Regions from separate parts of the Rattus norvegicus genome. Here region 1 is linked to region 2. The links are chromatin contacts, called in public Hi-C maps. All regions are on one chromosome and are shown on one strand. The core of a region is the stretch at or near the end of the contact, and the rest is flanking DNA. Distances in the headings are between cores, read along the strand shown.

Evidence for each region. A called contact is a pair of places that touch in the nucleus more often than the background predicts.
Region 1: a Hi-C map of Schwann cells shows a contact between it and region 2, with 4 times the contacts expected there. The contact joins the promoter of Rap2a here to the enhancer-like site in region 2. A contact is called at or near these places in 4 of 12 Hi-C or Micro-C datasets (Schwann cells, frontal cortex, mammary epithelial cells and 1 more) and 1 of 1 datasets of contacts at active chromatin or transcription factors (oligodendrocytes).

Annotation. Positions count from the first base shown.
Region 1 is chr15:104,001,846-104,006,246 of GRCr8, forward strand. It overlaps Rap2a (RAP2A, member of RAS oncogene family), which reads left to right and starts at 1,899. Exons shown (of 1, transcript NM_053741.1): 1 at 1,899-2,389. The coding sequence starts at 1,904. The coding sequence ends at 2,221. LOC120097088 (a long non-coding RNA gene) reads left to right here. Exons shown (of 3, transcript XR_005494308.2): 3 at 1-595.
Region 2 is chr15:103,667,211-103,672,158 of GRCr8, forward strand. It overlaps LOC102547244 (a long non-coding RNA gene), which reads right to left. Exons shown (of 6, transcript XR_001841468.3): 4 at 981-4,053. Among named protein-coding and RNA genes, the nearest start is that of Oxgr1, 120 kb to the left of the region's middle. Within about 2 kb of position 3,636, at least 47 of the 93 cell types and tissues checked have an H3K27ac peak or open chromatin away from gene starts, as enhancers often do. A contact at or near this core is called in Schwann cells and prefrontal cortex, where this site is marked.

The DNA of each region.
Region 1 (4,401 bases), core at 649-3,148, 330 kb after region 2:
GATATAAAAGAATGTCCCGCTGTTAGAGGAGCCCAGACTGAAATCCACTCTACAATGACCTTGTGGGAAATCAGAATGGTGGAGGGGCACACCGAACTCTGACAGAATTGAAAAAGAATACAGCCTTCTGAAAAGTATGAGGCAGTAATGACCAGAGTTGTCATTTCAAGAACATGGTTTAATGAAGATAAATGCGATGACCAGTTATTGCAGGCTGGAGGGTGTAATTTTTCATAAATTTGCGATTATGGCTGGGAGTGTATGACGAAGATCGGGGGAGGGCAAAGATAAGCTGGTTTACCACAGGGTAGAAAATACACATTTTAGGAGGCTCGAACGGAGGACCGCTGCAACTGCTGCCAGATGGATGTCTCCAGAGGGCCCGGAAAATGTCTCACCCTGAAGACAAAAGTCCCTGTTTTCCCGATTCAGCCCACGATCCAGCCCGCATCCTTTGCCACCACTTCCATGCCCATCTCCAGGCAGAATGCCACGGAGGCGACGTTAGAACAGAAATCATCCCTTTCCCCAGCCAACGCAACCCGCTCCTGTGCCAGAACACCCGGGAGTCGGGCGCTCCAGCCCCGCCCCTCCCAGTTCCCTGGCAGCCCTGCACTGTCTCTATACCTCAGACCTGAGTGGCAGAGCACCGGGAGGGATTTGATTGGCTCCCCTCAGCCCGCCGTCTCTCCTCAGCTGGCTTACGATTGGTTATCAGAGCGTGCGCAAGCGCAAACGCAGCCCCGCCAGCCCCGGAGGGGAGTTGGCTCAGTCTATCACTGGGTCTTACACCAATCGGCTAGCAAGATGAGACGTCTTCTCATTGGTCAAGAGTGGTAGTCTGGAGTCCAGACCCGCAACCTGATTGGCTACAGTGAATCCGAGCTTCCGCATCGACATCCCCGCAGGCTGTTGCTGAGCTGCTCTGGAGGGGTGTGGGGGGGGGTCTCTTGACGGTGGCTGGCGGATCCGAGCTCCAGGTTTTCCAGGCGCCCGTGGCTGTCTACCAGTGCAGGGGAGGAGCTCGGCTTACGTCAAACTCGAGGAGGGTGGGGCTAGAGGGCGTGCCGGTGACGTCATCGGGCGCGGACCAGGTTGCGTGTAGGCTGGGCGCCGCCGACTAGCGGAGCTTCGATTTGCTTGTGTAACTTATGGCAGCGGCCCTTAAGGCTCACGTTGTTACGTATAACGAGTTAAAGCCAAAGCTCTCTGAAGGCTGACAAGCTGAGTGATGTCGGCCACAGGCTGGCCCGTCGTGAGGCCCCCAAGCACGGTGCGCATGTCTCCCTGTGCCCACCATTCCTCTACTGTCACCTCCAGCAAACCCTGAGCGTGGGAGTCTGACGTCGCCCGCCATCGGGAGGAGGAGAGCGCGCAGACGCAGTACGGAGGCCTGTAGGGCTGGGTGTTGCCAGACGTCTGCGGAAGCCGAGTCTCGCTAGAGCGCGCCGACGGTCGCTAGGCGACGGCGCGAGAGGAGGGCCTTCCTCTATGCTCCGCCCACCAGGCTGGCTCCGCCCCTGGCAGCGCTGCGGCTGGGCTCGGGCGCGCGCTCCAGCGCTAGGGAAGCGGCGGCGGCAGCAGCGGCGGCGGCGGGTGCTGGGCGTGGAGGCGCGAGGGGCGGGGCGGGCGGCATTGCGGGGCCGCGGTTCGGGCGGCTCCGGCTCGGGCTCGAGCTCCGTTGCTGCCGGCGCCCTCCAGGCTGCATCGTCCTCCGGCTTGGCCCGCTCACAGGGCCGCGCGCTGCTCCCTCAGTTGTAGCTCCGCTGCCGGCGCCCAGGGCGCTGCCGCGGCCGTGAGCCGGCGTGTCCGTAAGGGCGGCGGGGCCGCGGGGTCGGGGCGCGGCGCGCGGGCGCAGGTCTATGTCGCGGGCGGCGGCGGCGGCGGCGGCCGCGCAGGGACGATGCGCGAGTACAAAGTGGTGGTGCTGGGCTCGGGCGGGGTAGGCAAATCCGCCCTGACCGTGCAGTTCGTGACCGGCACCTTCATTGAGAAATACGACCCCACCATCGAGGACTTCTACCGCAAGGAGATCGAGGTGGACTCGTCGCCTTCGGTGTTGGAGATCCTGGACACGGCGGGCACCGAGCAGTTCGCGTCCATGCGGGACCTGTACATCAAGAACGGCCAGGGCTTCATCCTGGTCTACAGCCTGGTCAACCAGCAGAGCTTCCAGGATATCAAGCCCATGCGGGACCAGATCATCCGCGTGAAGCGGTGAGCAGAGCGGGGCGCACGGGGGCTCGGTGGCTGCGGCGATCCCGGTCCCTGGCTCGCCCGGGCTACACCACCTCCTTCCGGGGCTCAGACTTGCGGGCTTTGTTTCACAAGTAAAATTGGGCAGCCCGTTAACCCCCAGCTCAGCCCTTTGTTTCTAGGACATTGGTAGCGCTCCTTCTGGACCCCAGAGAAAACAAAGTTTCAAACTTGCAAGAAGAGAAGGGATGAGTAGGTGGGCGCTAGGGAAAGGGGAGCTGTCTAAGTGGAGGCACGTCTGTGCAGAGTGAGCGCGCGCTTAAATCCACCCTTCAGAGGTTTGACAGCCAGAATTCGCACGTACATATCTTGTGACAGTGTCAATACTAGTTAAGGGGCCCTTTCTTGTCGCGGAAAAGATTAAATGTTGTCAGGAGGTTGGCAGAAATGAATTAGTGCAAAACTTTAAAGGCACATTGGCAAATAATTCGAAGACCACATAACATTCACGAGGTTTGGCATATAGAAACACGCTTGTGACATTTACGTTGAAAGAGTGCATTTCTCTTCCTCTCTTAAAAGCTAGCCTTCCCACCCCGCCCCCTCAAAAAAAAAAAAAAAAAAAAAAAAAAAGGAAGGAGGCTATTCTTGGAAACCAAACAGAAGTTTAGTATGAGCTGTGGCTTGTGTATCAGCTAATTTAAAGTTAGTGCGGGGGGGGGGGGGGGACAAACACGCTTTTTCTTGATGTAAACTGTTCAAAGAATGCATTTTGCATGTGGCAGTAACCTGAATGCTTTCAGTGTTTGTTTTCTCTTAAGTTGATGCCATGTATTTTTACCCTCAACCTTTTAAATATCAAAGTCTAACATGTTATTACAGAGTTTTGGCAAGATTTTCTAGTTCTTCTTTACTGATAACGTTCTTTTCTGGTCCTTATAAACTAGTACTGCTGAGGGTCTTCCAAAATTATTCTACCTGTAGCTACATTTGAAGTCACCATTGAAGGTTTAAATAGAAACAATAATCACATTTATCAGTCATTTGGGGTTTACACACTTCAGAGCTCAGAACAAGTTATTTGTATTCAGGGAATACTCAAAATTTCCTTGCAAGTGGTGGGTCTTTAACCCTGTACAGAGACCAAAAGAATGTCCTCTCCTCAGTTCCTTCTCCCAGATACTCGAGTGTTCATGTTAACTGCTCCAGCTGCCCCTCCTTCACACCCCAGTTCGTGTCAGCGCATCTGTGCAGGAACCAGCATGCTGAGGTCCCCAACGGGGTGGGCCACACCATGTTGCAGCTTCTGGTGAATTTGTGTAGCTCCTCTCTCGGTTATAATAATGGCTACTTTGTTTACTAGAGCAGTTTGTTGATATTTCAACCCGGGACAACAGACTAAGATTCCACTCACCCAGACTCACTAGTTGCAGCTCTTGATATAAGAAGGGCGATGGGCTGAGTGGAGTTGAGCAGCATTTTTCTGTGGGGTAAATGTTGTGTCATAAGAGCCTCTTGGGCCCTGCTTCTTTTTTTTTAGACAGATTCTCTATGTTGACCTGACTGTCCTGGAACTCACCACGCAGAGCAGGCAGACCTGGAATCCACGGAGATTCTCCTGCTGCTGCCAATGGAGTGCTGGCATTAAAGGGCCCAGTCCAGCTTGGACACTATAGTACAGTGTATACGGCATACTCAGACCTGAAGAGGGGGGCACTTGACTCCTCTCAGGTGTAAAGCACAGCTCTCACGTTAGTGCATTTTCTACTCTTGGGAGGACCAGTTCCCTAACTAGCCAGTTGCTTTAGGAAGTACCCAGAACTTCTGTCTTCTGCTCATGGTGTGCCAGCTGTCTGCTTTACATGTGACATATAAGAGTGTGGGGGTGGGCATTTAAAGTGCCAGGGTGCGGTTGGTATAACTGAAATGCTGTGGCTTGATACCTCACCCATGACCTGATATAGAGAACTGATAAAGAGAACTTTTAAGATTTCTGAATCCACATAGCCTCTTCTACACGGGTCTGCCTTTCAGCTAATGATACATTTCTTCAACCAACTAACTATAAAATATTACCATTTTAATAAGCTACTCAGTATTAAACATATTCAGATACTTTGCTGTGCTGTATCTTCGAAGTCCATTATGACTAAACATTATCTAAGTGCTTTGTTGCCATGGGTACCATCGCAGACTCTGTAGCTT
Region 2 (4,948 bases), core at 2,386-4,885:
CCTTGTAACTGCCAGCCTTTTACTGTGTTCTTGGGATCAAAACCATTACGGATAAATAGGAACGTTCACACCTTTGTGGTTTCTTGTACCAGTACTGACTGTGCTACACAGACTCCTCTCTCTCTCTCTCTCTCTCTCTCTCTCTCTCTCTCTCTCTCTCTCTCCTCCCCCCCTCTCTGATAGACCTGTTAAGATCATGATACAATTGAGAAATTAAAAATGGAAGTCAGTCAGCCCTGCCTGTGTGTCTTGTATCTGCTGAGGTCTGCACCCAGCATGGACAGCAGACACCCTTCTCATGGTGTCTACCAGGCCAAGCAGGAACTAGAAGGCAGAGCCTCAGCTGCACAGTTCAGTTGGGGACAAAAGCAGCTGACATCAAACTCCCAGCTGCCTTGTGTTTATTCACAAAGTCTTACACTGCCAACAACTGAGGGCATCCTCTGTGAGAAGAATCCAACCAAGCCAGCAGTTACAGTGGAAGTGGAGCTGGGTCACTTGCTCTGAGACAGAGAGAAGAGGCCAAGTCTGGTAGGTGATGGCCTGGCTTTTTCTGGGCTGCCATGTCACAGAATAGAGATTTGAGTTCCCACTTCCAAAATGTTTTCGCTTACAACATTCCTGACACCAAATGTGTGGGCTCTTTCTTCACACCAATCAACCCTCCAACTCTCCAGATACCATCTGGTGTCCCACAATTCAGTTCAGTTCTAACACTAACAGCATGGAGTCAGTGACAAGCCCCAGAGGGAAAGGGTTCAGTCACGCAAGACTGTCTCGTCTACTTCAGACACCAGCTGCAAGACCAGGTCACCTGTACCCGTGACCAACAAGCTGCAAAGTCAGAGTCCCATGCTCTGCCTCTTGTTTTACAATTTGTCAGAATCACACACACACACACACACACACACACACACACACACACACACACAATAAAAACATAAATAAAAGAACAAGAGATGTGCTTCCTTTGGGCTTACCAGTTCACTTCAAAAGATACAACTCAGGAACAGCCAACTTCAAGGAACACGGGCATTAGGGGTGGTGAGCACAGAGCTCCTGTGACCTCTGTAGGTAAGCAGCTCTCCCCGTTGAGGATTTTGTACGGTCTGTAGCAGGGATCAGCTTACAAAGTCATTGTTGATTGCTGCTCCACTCAGTTCCAGGAGGTCAGGCTGCAAGTCACAGCCCTCCAAATGCAGCGTTGGCGCAGTTAGCAGCCTGGCCCCACTCTAAAGCTATGGGGGAGGGGAGCACCAAGAGGCTCTTTAAGATAACCTCAGTGATGTTAGAAAGGACTTATTATGAGTTACAGATGCCCACTGTCTGGTTTTTATGGCGTAGATCAGATCACCAAGGATTTACACAGGTGTCCAGGGCTATTTTTGTCCACTAATCCATCGCCCACTCCCTGAGCTCCACTGTTCAATAGTTCATTCATCCTGAACTCAATCCACCTTCCGTACGCCTGGAAACTCTGCCGGATAAGATCTCCGAATGTGTGTCAGCGGCGTCTAACTAAGGAGGTCTGATGATGTTTTATCTGCAGTTCAGGGTAGACATCTTTGGGCTTTCTTGGTTCGCTCGTGTGAGGAATCATTTATGTCATGAGTACAGTCTTATGCAATTCTATTTACGAGTTTATAATACTTCTGTGTCTTCCAAGAACACACAAACTATGAGCTATAGATATGTGCCTAGAACACAGCCTGGGTTCCTCCCAGGACTTTCTGACATCCCCACCTCACCCTTTCTGGCATCAGGTGTGCCTGGCTGTGTGTGTCGAGCATCAGGTGTGTGTGTGTGTGTGGCCATGTTTTGAGCAAATCCCAAGTTTTACCTTTCCCTCGACCTACCTGGTGTAAACCACTGAAGCTCATACTAGTAAGGTAGCTTAGCTTTTGAAATTGCTGCTACCAAATGCCCAGGAAGAAGCACACTGAAGGAGAAAGGAATTTTCACCCCTGGGTTGAGAGTACGGGTATTGGTGGAGGTGAACCAGAGCAGAAGGAGTGTAGGAGAGCTTGCTCACTTCTTGACAGATGACACACAGAGAGACTGGGTCCAAAAATAGGGCAGAGCTGTGACCCCAAAGACCTGGCTCCCAGTGACCCCAGCCACAGTTCCATAACCCCCCAAAGATCATCGCCAACTGCAAGGTCAAGAAGCTTTCGAACACATGAACTTTAGAATCTTTTCCATTGAAACTATCTCCTAAGGAAAGCAGCAGGTGAGACCAGAAAAGTAAGGGTGTAGCTTGTGGGGGGGTATTATTTTGTTATTTTGTTATTAGTTTTATTATTTTGTTTCCTTTCGCTCTGTTTTAAGGGTGTAGGAGGAAGGGTTTTCTCCCCGCTGCATCTAAGGCATTCAGTGCCTCCTCCCCACAGTTCTTCCCTGAAATCCTGTGAGGGCGGCTCACAGCACCGCACACTGGCAGTGCTCCAGCACAGCTTACCAAACTTTCATTCACTTCTGACGGTCAAGGGTTCTGCAGCCAGAAACTCTGCCAGATACAGTCTCAGTCTGCATATTGGCTAAGGAGGTCAGGTGTCATCTATCACCAGATCAGGGTGGACGTCTTTGGGCTTTCTTGACTCATGTTGGGTATTGCATTCTCATGAGCAGAGTGTCCAGGTGCCCTGTGCAGACAGAGAGTAGTTCTGGGAGAGGTGCTAATGTATGCTTGGCAGTGGCTACTGAATATGATAATCAGGTTCAGACTCTGTGGTGGTGACTCAGCTTTCTCCCTTCCAGGATGTGAAAGGTACCATCCAAAGACTGGGAAAAGACACGTGGTGGTCATCTTCTCATCTCCAGAGATCTATTCTTACTTGGTTGAAAAGCGCAGAACATCGTCTACAGAATAAGAGAATGGTAGTGCCTTGGAATCTCTATGACAACTTTCAGTTCCTGTCATTTTTAATTTTGAAAGTTCCAGTCGAGCTGTCGTAAAGGCAGCGATGCTTCATAACCCCGTGTGAAATAAAAATTTTAAAATATTTTATGGGCTGGAAAACACCATTAATCCACATCCAGATTGGACAAGAGTGAACGGCCACCACCACCACGACCCCTCCTTCACATCAGTAAAACCCCAAAAGGTAAAACTCCAAAGGGTCGGTCCAAATAGAAGAAAAATTCCTCTAAAGATATGGTGATCCGGACGAATACTGGAAATATCAAAATGTTTATTATTTCTGAACAGTAAAAGGAGGGAATAGCCCTGCTCCACCTTAATATGCCTCTCTATAAAGCCTTCACTGTGTGTCTTGTTAGGAAAGACCAACCCACTGGATATGGTTCACCAACAGTCAGAGTTTAAAACCTTGAAGGTCACACAGCTAGAAGATCTATAACCTTGAAGGAGCTAGAAGATGGGGCTGCACTCCGGAAATGAAGCACTGCCGCCCACCATGTCAGTAGCTGGTCATGAGGTGCGGCGTCACTAGAAGACCATACCCTGCGGCTAATCTTTACACTGCTTCCTTTCAGTTAGTCCACTCCCCTTACACACGCGCCTCCAAGGCTGGACACATGCGTGCTATTTTCTAGTCTCCGCCTTACTCTTAACACTGGCTCATTGGAAGCTCCATGAAGTCGATGGTTTCCTTTCCTGAAGTGAGCTGGTGTTGCATAACCTGCTGGAGGAGTGCTGGGTCCCCAGGGAGCCAGCGGGAGCCTCGCAGACTGGCTGGCGCGAGTCCCGCGTTCCGTCCAGCAGGGGGCAGCAGAGCTCGCTGGCGCCGCTGCGCAGCCCGTCTGCGAGGCTGGAGCCATTACAGCCCCTCCGGGAAAAGGCTAGAGTCCTCAAGCATCCTGTTCTCTGTGGAAGCATTTTTCCAGCCTCGTTTAAGCTAGGACACAGTGTTTCAGCAGCTGATGCGTAATCGCTTTGTTTTTTACTTCTTGCTCTGCTTTTGTTCACTTTTAAAGAGGCATTAATTACGTGCCTGGCCATATCAGTCTGCACCAGACACCTTGTATTTCGTCCCTTCATTGTCTTCTAGTCATTGTCTCCAACTTTCCAGACGATGACCGTGCTATAAGTAACTGAAAGAAGTAAAGATTTCAAAACGGGACTGAGACCGGAGCTTGGGCGAGTAAGGAAAGATGTATGGCTTTTTTATTAGGTTTTTAACAGTCTTCTGTCCAGACATATTGGACATGATTTAGTAAAAGGCCGATGTAGTTCCAGTGCTTTTATAAATGCTAAAGGATAGGAAACTGAAATGATATTGGAAGATTTCTTGATCTGAAAGACAACATACAATTCAGCTTTTCCTTTGAGCAATTGGCCCAGGCACAGGTGGGGAGTGTATGATCTTCACCCAAGAACTGCTGGATCCCAGCCTGCAGTTCCGCAGGTCCCCAGACGATTTCTGTGTGTTTGGAAGTCTGGGAAACAGCCTGAGAGGGCTCCCAATTTGCCTTCCAAAATATGGAGGGCCAATATTTGAAAAAACTTGAGTATATTTGTTTGGTCTTGTTCAGAAGGGCAGGCATAATTTCAGTATCTATGATCCCTGAGAGGAGAAGAGACTCTCCACTTCCCGTAAAGTACAGGGAATTGTGGGTTGGGGTCTTATCTCAAACCTACTGGCTTCCTACTAGTTACCAAACAAGCTCAAAGTGGAATGTCTCAGCTAACTACTTCTTCCCTTTGATTCTTATTACTTATAAGATAGGAATGTGGGTTTTAAAAAACACTAGGTTATGACCCTCCCTCCCCCACCACGTGGCCAAGTGTGCATGTGTGTGCATGTACATGTGCGCTGTAAAATGTTAGGATTCTACAAATCTTATTCACGGATATGAACAACGTCAGGGGTCCACAGTGGTGTGGTTTGCCCTGAGTGGTAAGCATCATCACAGTTTGAAGGCAGTGTGGATGGAGGTGGGCAGAGGATCCCAAGGTCCTGAGAGACTTGGATGTGTTAGAGCACAG